Regions from separate parts of the Mus musculus genome. Here all the other regions are linked to region 4. The links are chromatin contacts, called in public HiChIP or PLAC-seq and promoter capture Hi-C maps. All regions are on one chromosome and are shown on one strand. The core of a region is the stretch at or near the end of the contact, and the rest is flanking DNA. Distances in the headings are between cores, read along the strand shown.

The links. Promoter capture Hi-C pulls out the DNA fragments that hold promoters and counts their contacts. HiChIP or PLAC-seq counts read pairs in DNA pulled down with a chosen protein or histone mark.
Region 1: a promoter capture Hi-C map of liver shows a contact between it and region 4, with 3 times the contacts expected there. The contact joins the promoter of Cln6 here to the promoter of Skor1 in region 4. A contact is called at or near these places in 21 of 39 promoter capture datasets (the 3T3-L1 cell line, 3T3-L1-derived adipocytes, the C10 cell line and 12 more), 2 of 15 datasets of contacts at CTCF or cohesin (the NIH/3T3 cell line and large pre-B cells), 46 of 484 Hi-C or Micro-C datasets (the 63-12 cell line, the AML12 cell line, B cells and 29 more), 43 of 115 datasets of contacts at active chromatin or transcription factors (the 230-238 cell line, the HPC-7 cell line, the NIH/3T3 cell line and 29 more) and 5 of 9 other capture datasets (adipose tissue, embryonic stem cells, liver and 2 more).
Region 2: a contact with region 4 is called in an H3K4me3 HiChIP or PLAC-seq map of embryonic basal ganglia, with 4 times the contacts expected there. The contact joins the enhancer-like site here to the promoter of Skor1 in region 4. A contact is called at or near these places in 15 of 39 promoter capture datasets (the 3T3-L1 cell line, the C10 cell line, the HPC-7 cell line and 11 more), 2 of 484 Hi-C or Micro-C datasets (the 63-12 cell line and bone marrow-derived macrophages) and 17 of 115 datasets of contacts at active chromatin or transcription factors (the HPC-7 cell line, the NIH/3T3 cell line, astrocytes and 12 more).
Region 3: a promoter capture Hi-C map of the C10 cell line shows a contact between it and region 4, with 4 times the contacts expected there. The contact joins the enhancer-like site here to the promoter of Skor1 in region 4. A contact is called at or near these places in 2 of 39 promoter capture datasets (the C10 cell line and embryonic stem cells), 9 of 115 datasets of contacts at active chromatin or transcription factors (cardiomyocytes, craniofacial prominence, embryonic limb bud and 4 more) and 1 of 9 other capture datasets (adipose tissue).

What each region holds. Positions count from the first base shown.
Region 1 is chr9:62,837,230-62,840,404 of GRCm38.p6, reverse strand. It overlaps Cln6 (ceroid-lipofuscinosis, neuronal 6), which reads right to left and starts at 1,620. Exons shown (of 7, transcript NM_001033175.3): 1 at 1,451-1,620. The coding sequence starts at 1,524.
Region 2 is chr9:63,488,999-63,491,948 of GRCm38.p6, reverse strand. The region is part of intron 15 of Iqch (IQ motif containing H); the gene reads left to right. The region is part of intron 3 of Gm16759 (a long non-coding RNA gene); the gene reads right to left. Among named protein-coding and RNA genes, the nearest start is that of Gm25995, 48 kb to the right of the region's middle. Within about 2 kb of position 1,643, at least 15 of the 459 cell types and tissues checked have an H3K27ac peak or open chromatin away from gene starts, as enhancers often do. A contact at or near this core is called in embryonic basal ganglia, where this site is marked.
Region 3 is chr9:62,762,239-62,765,173 of GRCm38.p6, reverse strand. It overlaps Itga11 (integrin alpha 11), which reads right to left. Exons shown (of 30, transcript NM_176922.5): 18 at 2,257-2,367. Among named protein-coding and RNA genes, the nearest start is that of Fem1b, 48 kb to the left of the region's middle. Within about 2 kb of position 1,318, at least 29 of the 459 cell types and tissues checked have an H3K27ac peak or open chromatin away from gene starts, as enhancers often do.
Region 4 is chr9:63,145,677-63,148,470 of GRCm38.p6, reverse strand. It overlaps Skor1 (SKI family transcriptional corepressor 1), which reads left to right and starts at 1,491. Exons shown (of 9, transcript NM_172446.3): 1 at 1,491-1,664; 2 at 1,893-2,794. The coding sequence starts at 1,558.

The sequences.
Region 1 (3,175 bases), core at 371-2,870, 310 kb after region 4:
ACAGCCACAAATATGGAAGATGGTTTTGATCCCCTTAGTGCCGGGGGCAGCTTGTGGAATGTCTGCTGAACTTGTAGAAGGTTTTTGGGCGTTTTACAGCCTGAGCCTCAGTCTGGTCAGGCACCTCCTTACTGCACACTGGACCACTTCCTTATCAGTCAGAGATGATGACCTAATACTTAGAGTATAGGGACCCTCAAGTGACAAGAAGCTGCTCAATAATGTGCCTAAGGGCAAATCTGCCCTGATGACGTGTATATACAAACTAAGATGGCTACCCTGTGACTACGCCACGGAGAGCTCATAGGATGACCACCAGGTAGAAATGTTACCAGAGGCAGCACAGCACATGCTCAGAGAATTGCTCCCCAGTCGGAACTATGAAAAGGCTGCCCTCAACCCAGTCTCCCAGAACTTCCCCCACCATTCCAAACAGTGCCAGGGACTTCCTAAAATTCACCTGGTGCACATGAGTGCTCAAATCTCTCCACGGCTCTTTGGTACCTGTGGCATATGGAATATACATTTTTACCAGGTCACTCAGGTGAGGAAGGTAAGGGGTCTTTCCTGCTCAAAGTGAACAGCCTCCCCACCCAGAGTAGGTGCCTCCTCCAACTTCAGACTCTAGGGCCTTCTCGGCCAACTCTGGGACATTCAGGGCACTTTAAAGTTGGTCCAGCCCCTGTCGTTGATTTTCTCTTACACGTGTGACATGTCCAACACTAGTATGTATAGTCCTTGTGTTTCCTCACATCCTTCCACTGTCTACCATGTCCAGTTTCTGTGGCCTGGGAAGAACCACGACTTCCTGCATGCTATGCAGTCACTACCAACTGGATTACATCCCCCTAGAAACCTGCCTCTGCCTCCTGAGTGATGGGGTTAAAAGCATTGCCACCATGCCCGGCAGTAAGTGTCTGTCCTCTGCAGAGTCTTGTACTGTTCAACTCCAGAAAGCCCTCCAGAATTAGCTGTCACCTGCTTTGGCTCAGACTTTCCTGTTTGCCATCTGGCACAACGCTAGGCACATGACAGGTGTTTAATCAATACATGTGACAGGCGGGAATGCTTTGGTCAGTGGAGCGGATGGAGGCAGACTGGAGGAAAAGATGAAAGGGCGGGTTTTGCGCCTCTGGCTCTGCCCTGTCGAGCCAGATAAACCCCAAACATCTCCCCTCTGAGGGAAGGGGTCTCTCATTCAGGATGGGAGAGTCACGCTGTCCCCGGTTAACGGCCCACTTTCCCTGGGCCCTGAGCCACCGGATTCAGAGCAGAGTCACAGTCTTGCCCAGAGCAGGAGGTTCCTAAAAACTTGGAAGTGGCACAGGGACTCAGCCAGGCTGGCCGGGGTGGCCCCCGAGTAGCCTATCCCTGCGGTTTCCTTAACCCTGGCGAGGTCTCTCAAACTCTGGGGCCCCTCGCGGCCTCCCTGTCCCCGCTCCGCGCGCACCTGGCCTGCACGAACGCGACACCGGGGCCGCCCGCCGCTCCGAGGAGCTGCCGCCTCCGCGTCGCCGCCTCCATGGCCGCCACGCTCGGCCTCGCCTTCCGGGAGGAGAGACGGCTGCGCGGGCCGCGCGGAGCCTCGGCGCCCAACGCGGGGAAGGCTGGGCGGGAGAGAGGGAAGCGAGCGCGGGGCCCCAGGGCGGGCGGGAGGGGAGGGGAGGAGCTGGAGGCTGGAGGGGAGGAGGGAGGAGAGAAGCTGGAGGAAAGAGCAGGGGGAGAACTGGTGAAGGGAGGAGGATAGGGAGGGGCTTGGGGCAAGACCGGAGAGGAGGATGGAGTGTGGGGAGGAGGGAGGAGGAATGAGAGAGCGGAGGTGGAGGGAGACAGCTGGAGGGCGTGTTTTGTTTGAGAAGGAGGGGCCTAACTTATGTCCCAGAGGTCTTGGGTCTTAGTTGAATCTGCACTCCAGTGGGGAAGCCTGGCGTCTTGTTTGTTTGTTTGTTTGCTTGCTTTTGTTTTTTTCCTGGGTTCTCTGCATTTCTGCAGGAAGGAAGCCTTGCCTAGCCGGGCTTGAGGGTACTGGACGAAGGTGAACCGGGGACCTGGAATGACCAAGCTGTGAGGTCATCAGAAGACCCGGGGTCTTTGAGCCCTCCTTCCTCAGATTAAAGACTGCTCGATAAACTATCCACTGTGCTTTGATAGGTGAAGAGAATAGTGAATTCTCTCCTAGTTGGAGGACAACGAGGTGGTCCAGAATCCAGTCCTGGCGTTGGGGAAAGACACACACCCCTTCCTCATTCAATTGTGTTAAGAACCTCGTAAGTTCTGTGCAGGAACCTATGAGCCCTGTTCAGAAGCGCTTCTGTTCGTAGCTTCTGGTAATGGTGGAGGAAGTTCTGAGGGTTGTGTAGCCATAGAGGCAGTAAGGCCAAACAGGCATCACAGGAAGGATAGCTGACAGAGAAGTATGAACTGGAGACAGGAAAGAGCTCCAGGCAGAGGGAACGGCCAGAATTCCCCACACACCCACCCCTCCTCCTCCCACACCCTGTCCAGAGACTAGCTGGTATGGAGGAGTGGAAAGTTGTGTGAGAACCACGCTGCTCAGGGGAGTGAGAGACTGGCTGAGATGGGGGAGAGAGGGGTTTAGATTGGAGCCCCCAATCCCTGAGAACCTCAGGAAGGGCCCTGGCAAGAGACTGGCATATGTGTGCATTTCAGGCACAGCCCAGAGGCAGAACCAGAGATGGAGGAGGTGCAGCCTGTCGGGTACCAAGTTCTAATGAGGGTCCTGGACTGTATCAGTAAAGGGGGGTTGGGGGTGAGACATGCCCAGTGGTGTGGGAGCTATCTTCTTCGGATGCATGGCTGTAAGGGGAGAGGAGTTTAGATGTGACCAGGCGCTGCATCTAAGTGGGTGGAGCAAGCACAGGTAAATGAGACGTCATCTTTGGACCCACGAAGCTTTGGTTGGGTCAGGATGCTGTTGGACCCATGGGTGTGAAGCTCAGACGCCATGTCGGTCGGTAGGAGCCTGGCAGATAGATTGAGCCGCAGGAACATAGATGGCATCCAGAACCCAAGGAGACAATGTCCCAATGAGAAAAGAGAACAGAAGCCAAACATGAGAAGTATCTGCAAGGCACACTGTCTGGGGACCAGTGTCACAGAGGTCAGATAAATTGCTCGGCCTCTCCCAGACTCAGTTTACTCATCTGTAACAAAG
Region 2 (2,950 bases), core at 394-2,893, 340 kb before region 4:
CCACAGATCTGCCTCTCTCAGATCTTCCTGGGAAACAGCCACAACCAAATCACCATGACTCTTTAAGTTGCCGTTTGTTTATCTGGAAATAGATAACAGTACAGGTGTACATGGAGCTGTGATGAGGGTTAAGTGTATCCTGTGACTTGGCCAGCAATAGTCTTAGCATGTGGACGTTTAAGATATTGTTGCTTTGTTGCTTTTTATTATGAATATTAATTAAAGTTCTATTATGAGAAAATATAAGCAATAGTGAGCAAATAAATACAAAGTAGCAGTTCTTTGGCAATTCACAAGGTTATTTAGGAGGCTTTGTAGCCTTCAAGACTACTGTAGTGTACATCAATTACTATTATACAAGATGCTATCAAAACCTCAGCATAATGATCTAATTCTCTCTCTGTTATGATTTTCCTAATTAATACCTTTAAAAGAATAACACTAGATAGCATCCTGGCCTCTTACCATTTGAGGATAGAAAACAATGTGTTTCTTAGAGCTTTCTTCATGTTGAATAAAGAGGCTTGATATAGTAGAGATTATTCTGACCAAAACATTGGGTCTGGATGCTTCTGGTTCCAGTTGGCATATTTTCTAATTAGTATAGCAGCATGTCACCAAGATCACTGGAAAGTCTTAATCATGTACATATTTTTCCTTAGCTCTGAGAATGACTTAGAACGTTTTCTTCCAGTTGAGTGGTTATTTTCATGGTGCTGCCAGGGATGTGTTTGAGGTGCTTCTCTGTGCCTGAGGATGATGACAGGAGAAGGAAAATTGCCTCCCCAGTTAAATGAAAGCCTGGGCACCCCTTCCGAGGACCTATAATAATCAGCTATACAAGCTGTTGGCTTGTGTGTCCTATTGATTTAATATGCTTCTAATCAGTACATAAAGCTATGGGCCTGCAGTGTTAATTTTTCATATGCTTACAAAGTACCCTTTGATTTTCTGTCACACGTTAATTACAGCATTTTGCCATTAAATAGGAAGCTTTGTGTAAACTAATTACTAGGTAATCATTGTCTACTGCAAGCGTGCTGTTTGTACCTTTTATTTTATTCTAAAAATGCACAGATCTCACAGTCTGGAAACACTCTACCTTCCAGCCATTAGCTCTCACTAATTCATAGCATTATTGTGGAGAGTGGAGGAGTTGTAATTGTTGTGGTATCAGAGCTGTTAATTACCGGAGTAAACAGTTGAAATGGTGCCAAGGTCTATTGTACAAGGCAGAGAAAAGGAGGTTTAAATGTTACTCCCACCATCTGGGGACGGGAGGAGAGGCAAATGCTAGAGAACAGAGGCGAGGCGCCGCCGCTTCAGCTCCAGGGTTGGCGGCCATATGGATCCAGAAAAATTTGAATCAATTGAATTTAACTGCCAGTTTTTCACAATAACTGCGTGGAAGGAAGGAATAAAGCAGAAGATAAGAGAAAGGAGGATTGGTTAGTGTTTTCACACCCGGGAAGGTCCCGCTGGAGTTCTTCTGGAAATGTCTGTGCTGCTGAAAACCACAGAGCAGGCTTAGGCTTTTGGAATGGATTCAAAGAAAGCTTTCACTCTCTGACAGTCACAGTGCCATGTGCTACTGGTCATCTGTCCTCGGTGCCCCTTGGTGGACCAGGGATGCCCTTGAGAAGTCTAGGACTCTCTGTAACTGAGCCAGGCTCTAGACAAACCCTCACTGTCTAGTCCTGTGCATGGTCTGTGGAAAGAAAACAATCAATTTACAACGCTGCTACATCCTCCTGACTCCATGTATCTGATGTGTGGAAATATCAAAAAAGGTCCCTCTCTTCTCTTGATTGAGAAACAGTGCTGCATGCCCATTCTTTGTGTACAGACTAAAATACAAGGCTCCCTTGATAAACTCAGTTTCATTCCTGGAACTCAGTCTTCCCCATTACTTGAATGAGAATCAATCCAAAGGGAATGTGTGCTTCCTTTTGTCTCCATTCTGCATTTAAAGAGTGTGTCCATCATCGTCCTCAGTCCTCCCAACCAGGTGTTTCTCTACATGTCCCAAGTCTCTACATGGATAGGAGAAAACCTATTTCCAGTAGCTTTCTACTAGATTATGGCTACTTCTACTTATGGTTGATTTAAACACAGCCTGATTCCCACTTTAAAACACTGTATAATCTTTAAAACAGTCATATGTACTTACTGGCTGTCATTCTTACAATTCAGTATAATTTCCTTGAAAACTGTTTTCCAATGGTAAGAATATTTGTCTCTCCCCAGCCATTTGCTGCAGTAACTACTTTTCAGTATCATTCTCCAAACACGAACATCTTCTTCTCTTCTTAAGCCACCCTGGATTCCTGTATTTATTTCTAATCGTTCCTTTAGCAGATGTTGAAGTAATTTGGGGTGTAATGTAAGCAACTCTTTTAAAGAGAGAAATCACAGATAGACCAGGAAGCGAGGGCAGCGTTTGTCAGGCTTGTGTGATGGCAGTTTTGCCCTGGGGGAGGGGGAGTTTTTCCCTCCTTTTGTGTATGTGTAAAGTTCAATTAAGAATTTCTAGAAGCACTTAATCTTTATCTATTGAAACCCCCCAGCATGCAGTGCGACAGGATGAGCCTAGAAAAAAAAGAAAGAAAGAAAGACAACAGTTGTGCTCCCTGTGGCGAGGGGAAAGAGAAGCAGCAGTCAGTGCTGGAGAGTGGAGAGGGAATGAACTTCTCCGGTGGCTGTGGTTGCAGTGAGGCAGTTGTGCTGAGCTTCGGAATGGAAGTACAACATATGTGCCTCAGTTGGACAAAATGCTTCTCAAGTTGAATCAATTGCTAGGCCTGCATGTTGGTGCAAGGTAGAGGCCTCGCTAATGAGGGATCGACTCCTCAGGAAGCAGTGAGTGGGTAATGCGACCTAAGTATGGAATTATATACCGCGTTTTCAACATTCCGTTTAATGAGAGCCGCCACTGCAGCGAATCACTTGC
Region 3 (2,935 bases), core at 69-2,568, 380 kb after region 4:
AGGCCAGTCCTGGAAGGTCTTGGGTCACTCCTTGTATCTGACAGGAGCCAGCAAGTACTAGCACAGGAGGGCCCTGCTAGACAAGCTGATGGGTGGGAGGATGGACTGGGAGGAGCAGGGCTAGAGGCAGAGAAACCCATGGAGGTAGGGCGACACTCGGGAGGGTGAGAATGGCATCGTCCCGCTTAAGGTCTCAGAGGTGGGGTCATTAGGAACTAGAAGCTCTTGGGGTCGAGGGAGAGGCCTGGGCTATACCTGGTTCTTTTTCACACTCTGGAGGGTGGACTGGAGATACCAGCAGCATGCTTTCAGAGCTCTAAGGTAAGGTTCAGAAGCTGGGCTTGGGGTGTGTGAAGCATGCATGGGGTGTGCCCTGTGGCTCGTCCACAGCACAGCTCAGTAGGGTCTGGGTGCTGAAGCTCCGGCTCTTCCTAAGACAGACTGGGCGCTAGTTTAGATACATTGTTAGAAGACACTGTATACACTTCACTAAGCCTGGACCAGGCCTCTGGTGGCTCAAGCCTCCAGCCAGCCACTCAGGAAGTTTGCAGAAGATGGAGCCAGTCTCAGAAGTTCCAGCTAGATGATGAAGGATGTACTCAGTGTCACAAACTGGCTTAGCTCAGGGTCTCATGTAGCTCAGGCTGGCCCTGAATTTCCCATGAAATTGCTGACAATGACCTTCAACTTCTGATCCTCTTGCTTCTGGTCCTCCTGAGTGCTGGGATTACTGTCATGTGCTACTACATCTAGTTTATGCCTTACTGGAGAAGGAACCTAGGGCACTGAGCATGCCAGGCAAGCACTCTGCCAATTAAGCCACATTCCCAGCCCCTCAGGGCTCCATACACTGGGTATGGTGATTACACCATGATCCTAGAATTCAGATGGTGCTCCCCCCTCCCCAATATGCTCAATGACTCTTTCTGGCTCTATCTATCTTTCACATTTACCCCACTGTCTTACGCCCACACCCTGGAGACACACAGTCAGTTCTCCTGGCTTTAATGCAGGTCCTCCCCTCCCGCCCGCCTTACCCTCCCGGCTCTGCAGCTCTGAGTTCAAATCGTCCTTTAAAGTTCAAAGAGCTCAAAGCCACCTCTGCAGGAAGTTCCCTGACCACTCTCTGGCGTGACTCATGTTCTCCATCTCTACCTGGCGTCAGGATCCTGAGGGCATCAGGGTCCTGGCATGGGTGACTGCATGTGAATCTGCCTCACGAGCTTCATGTGGGAGCGGCGTGCACCCATTCTCTTGCGGTACAGACTTTATAATTACGGTATCAGGCAAGTCAGTGATTGGAGAGGGCAGCTTTTCTCCCATGCCAGCCCAGTGACTCACATGGGAGAGAAGGGACGAGGGGAACAGGACCAGCTTGGTGAGAGGATGCTGTGGGGAGGGCTGGCAGGGTGTGCAGGGGTGGGTGTGTATGGGGGGGATGGGAGGGGTTGTGGGAGCGTGGGCGAGGCAGCGCGCCGCACCGCGTATCCTATCACAGTGCTGGAGAGATCTGAGGCTGTGGGAGGGGCTTCGCTTGGGTGCCTAAGCTTCGAAGCTCCCGGTTTCTAAGTGCTGTGATTAAGCCAGTTCCTAAAGCTTACAGTCCAATGCAAATCCCGCCTACTCTCCCAGCCCACTTAGACAGAAATGGGGAGGCGTTTTTGAGTAGACTCTTCAGAGAGCAAGCACCCCAAGTTATTAACAGAGGATTTAGGTGCCTCTAGAGCCGGACGCACTGGCAAAAAGAAAGCTTTGGAATACTTGGTAACAGGCAGGGTGAGTCCTGCACTGAGTTAGATACGGAGCAAACTCAAGAGCAAGCTCAAAGCAGTCCTTTTCTGAAAACTTAGGGAGGTAAGAACCAGAGATCATAGCTGGGCGTGGTGGCGCATGCCTTTAATCCCAGCATTTGGGAGGCAGAGGCAGGCGGATTTCTGAGTTCGAGGCCAGCCTGGTGAGTTCCAGGACAGCCAGGACTACCAGAGACCCTGTCTCGAAAAACCAAAAAACAAAACAAAACAAAAAAAACCAAACCAGAGGCCATGGGGTCACAGGTCCCTTCTGGGCATCTCATTTACCCCAGGGGCCACTTAGTGCCTCCATGTGAGGAGGACATGGGAATCCAACAAAGGAGTCTTGTCCTGCTGTTACTAGCTGTGGGTCTCTGGGGACAGGAGGCAGAGGGGTGAGGGAAGAAAGGGCTCAGCCATTCTCATCACAGGTCTGGAGTCAGGGTGGCAGAGGGGCAGGACTCACCGACACTCTGAGCGTAGTGGGCCAGCCGTTGTCCAGCATGGGGCCGTTGTCAGGGTCCTCTAGGGAGTACTCCACGGAGAAGGCCACTGGCTTCACGTAGTCTGCAGTGTCCTGTGGGGAGAGGAGGACAGAGTTCAGAGAGGAGGGACTACAATTTCTTGGGCCAAGACTGCAGACATAGAACTTCCACCCCTCTAGGCTGGAGGACAGCAGCCTGTGGCCCTCAGGGTAAGTCCCCATGTGGATAATGGTTCTGCCAAGGTCTGCAGGTGAGAAATATGTGCCAGGTAGAAAATCAAATGCCAGTTTGGCATCCTGAAGTTTCACCACACTCCTGTTTACCCTTCAAAGTCCAACCCTCATGGAGCAGATAACTCTGTCCTTCAGGAGGCCTGGCAGGCATCTTCCTCCCTCCAGATTTGTGACTTCAGTTTCTTCCCATGTTATTGAAACCACTTAAGTATCCTTTTCTTTCTGTTTTGTGTGTGTGTGTGTGTGTGTGTGTGTGTGTGTATCCCAGGCTGGCCCCGAACATAAGCTTCCTGCTTCAACCTCCTGAGTGCTGGGACTACCACACTTTGCTAAAAAATCTACCTGTGTGTCTTTCTTTCCTAGCAAGGAAGAGTCTAGAAACCTCTAGGTGTAGCCTCGCCATTGAGGTATGGCCTTATAATGTTGA
Region 4 (2,794 bases), core at 242-2,741:
CAGGGTGTCCTCTTCACTCTATGCGGGCCCGGTACATTTGCCCAGAAATCCCAGAAGCCATCGTCATTTCCCACAGCTGCGGGCCCCCTTAGCCACCTCCTCAGCCTGTGTGAGAGCCGTCCCTGGGACACCTAGCTCGCCTTGTTGACCCCTCAGCCAGGGAGTTAGCACAGTAGTTTGCTTGCCTCCTAAAATGTTACTGGGGATTTCAGTGACAAGGGAGGATCAACTTGCCTCAGTTTGACTGGAAGAGATGAAACAGATAATAAATAGGTTGATACTTGAACAAGATACAAGATAGATGGGAGAAAGAGCGGTGAGCTGGCAGCGACAGACAGCTCAGGGACAGATAAGATCGACAAATAAGTATCTAAGCAAACAGAGGGAGGGAAAGATACCTGCAGACCAAAGATGCCAGGTTCTTAGCTTTGGAATTCGGATCCCTGTTAGAGTGAAGCTACCCCTCTGAAATGGATTTGCTTTTCCAGCCAAGTTCGGAGGAGGGAGTCCTAGGGACTAGATTGGCGGCAAGAGCGCCTGCCGCCCAGCATTGGGTCCATGGAGCCCTGAGTGTCTGAAGACACGTGAGGTGACTGGGCGACCTAGAAGGCCCTAAACATCAATTCCTGGGTCCTCCACCAGGCTAGACTGTGGATACAGCTTCCTCTCTGCCTTCTCCAGAGATCAAAGCGAGGGACCAGCAGCAACTTTTTAGTGCTTGGAGTTTTACAGTGGCTTCCAAGAGTGGCCAAGATTCCTTCTAGCCCATCTGAGCTGATGTCGGGGCATGAAGGATACTCAAAGAGGAGTCACCCCCACAAAAGGAGCAGCCCAGAGCCTGGGGAGCCTGTGTTGGGTCTGAGTAAGAAAAGCTGTGTGGAAGAGGACAGAAAGCTCAGGGGCATGTTTCCAAAGCTAAAAAGTGACTCCAGAGAAACGCCTGTGAGAACCTCTCTGTCCCAAGCGCTGACAAGAGGGGAGCCGGCTTTAGTCTGGAATGCAGCTAAAAAATGCAGAAAATGTGGTTAGAGACTGCGTGATCCCGGCCTAACTGATGGCTGGCAAGAAAGCGTTTTGTAAACCCAGCTGGACTCTTTCTGCTCAAGGAACACCGGGCTCAAGGAGTCAGAAGAGAAGTACAGGTTTGTGCAAACCGGTACTGTTGTCCCTGGAAGCCGGTCACCACGAAGATAGGTGCATTGGGGGCCACCCGAGGTCGTGGTGCACGCGACAAGCTTTGGAAAGGGTAGGGTTCAGCACCGCGAACAGCAGTGGCCTCCTCCTCTTCCTTCTATCCTCCTCCTTCAACCTCCATCCCTCCCCCTTCTCCCTGCCCCCACCCCTACATCCTGCAGTTTGTGATGGGCAGTGAGTGCCCCTCCTTCGCCTCCCCACCTCTCCCTTCACTGCCCCCGCCCGCACGCGTGCATGCGCGACTGAGCAGAGGGGCCGCTGGTCCCTGAAGTCCGGGCTTCAGGACCCTGGCGGGCAGGGCGAGCTGTGAGGTAGCTGAAGGCACGCAAACCTGAGTGCCGGCTGGAAAGCCTGGATTTGGCTATGGCATTGCTGTGTGGCCTTGGGCAAGTCACTCTCCGTCTCTGGGTCCCACTTCCTTTCCAATCTGAAAACAGGATTGGTTTCCTGGCAGCCGGGGCTTTCCTGAGGTTTCGATTTTCCCTTTTCCTCCCTTAGCCCCCCGGGTGCTTTTGTTTCAGCTCAGAAGCTGGTCTGAATAACAAAAGGGGCCAGTCCGTGGGACGAATGAGCTTGAGCTCCCCACTGCCAAGTAACCCCCTCGCACCCCACACGTTGCGCCCCGCTGGGCGGGCCTGAACCTAGGTAGCGGCGCTAAAAAAATGGCTCATCTGCTCTCTGCTCTCTCTGTTTCGCAGGAGCGGCGGCATGGAGGCTCTCACCACTCAGCTGGGGCCGGGACGCGAGGGCAGCTCCTCTCCCAACTCCAAGCAAGAGCTGCAGCCCTACTCGGGATCCAGCGCCCTTAAACCCAACCAGGTGGGCGAGACGTCGCTGTACGGGGTACCCATCGTGTCGCTGGTCATTGATGGGCAGGAGCGCCTGTGCCTAGCCCAGATCTCCAACACCCTGCTCAAAAACTACAGCTACAATGAGATCCACAACCGCCGCGTGGCCCTGGGCATCACATGCGTGCAATGCACGCCGGTGCAGCTGGAGATACTGCGTCGGGCCGGGGCCATGCCCATCTCCTCTCGCCGCTGTGGTATGATCACAAAACGAGAGGCCGAACGCCTGTGCAAGTCGTTCCTGGGCGAGCACAAGCCCCCCAAACTGCCTGAGAACTTCGCCTTTGACGTGGTGCACGAGTGCGCATGGGGCTCTCGGGGCAGCTTCATCCCTGCCCGTTACAACAGCTCTCGTGCTAAGTGCATCAAGTGCGGCTACTGCAGTATGTATTTCTCTCCCAACAAGTTCATCTTCCATTCGCACCGCACACCCGACGCCAAGTACACTCAGCCCGACGCCGCCAACTTTAACTCGTGGCGTCGGCACCTCAAACTCAGTGACAAGTCGGCCACCGACGAACTGAGCCACGCTTGGGAGGACGTCAAGGCTATGTTTAATGGCGGTACGCGCAAGCGGACCTTCTCCCTGCAAGGGGGCGGCGGAGGCGGCGCTAATAGCGGGTCTGGTGGTGCAGGGAAGGGCGGCGCTGGTGGCGGTGGCGGTCCAGGGTGCGGCTCAGAGATGGCCCCAGGCCCACCGCCCCACAAAAGTCTGCGCTGCGGTGAAGACGAGGCGGCTGGGCCTCCCGGGC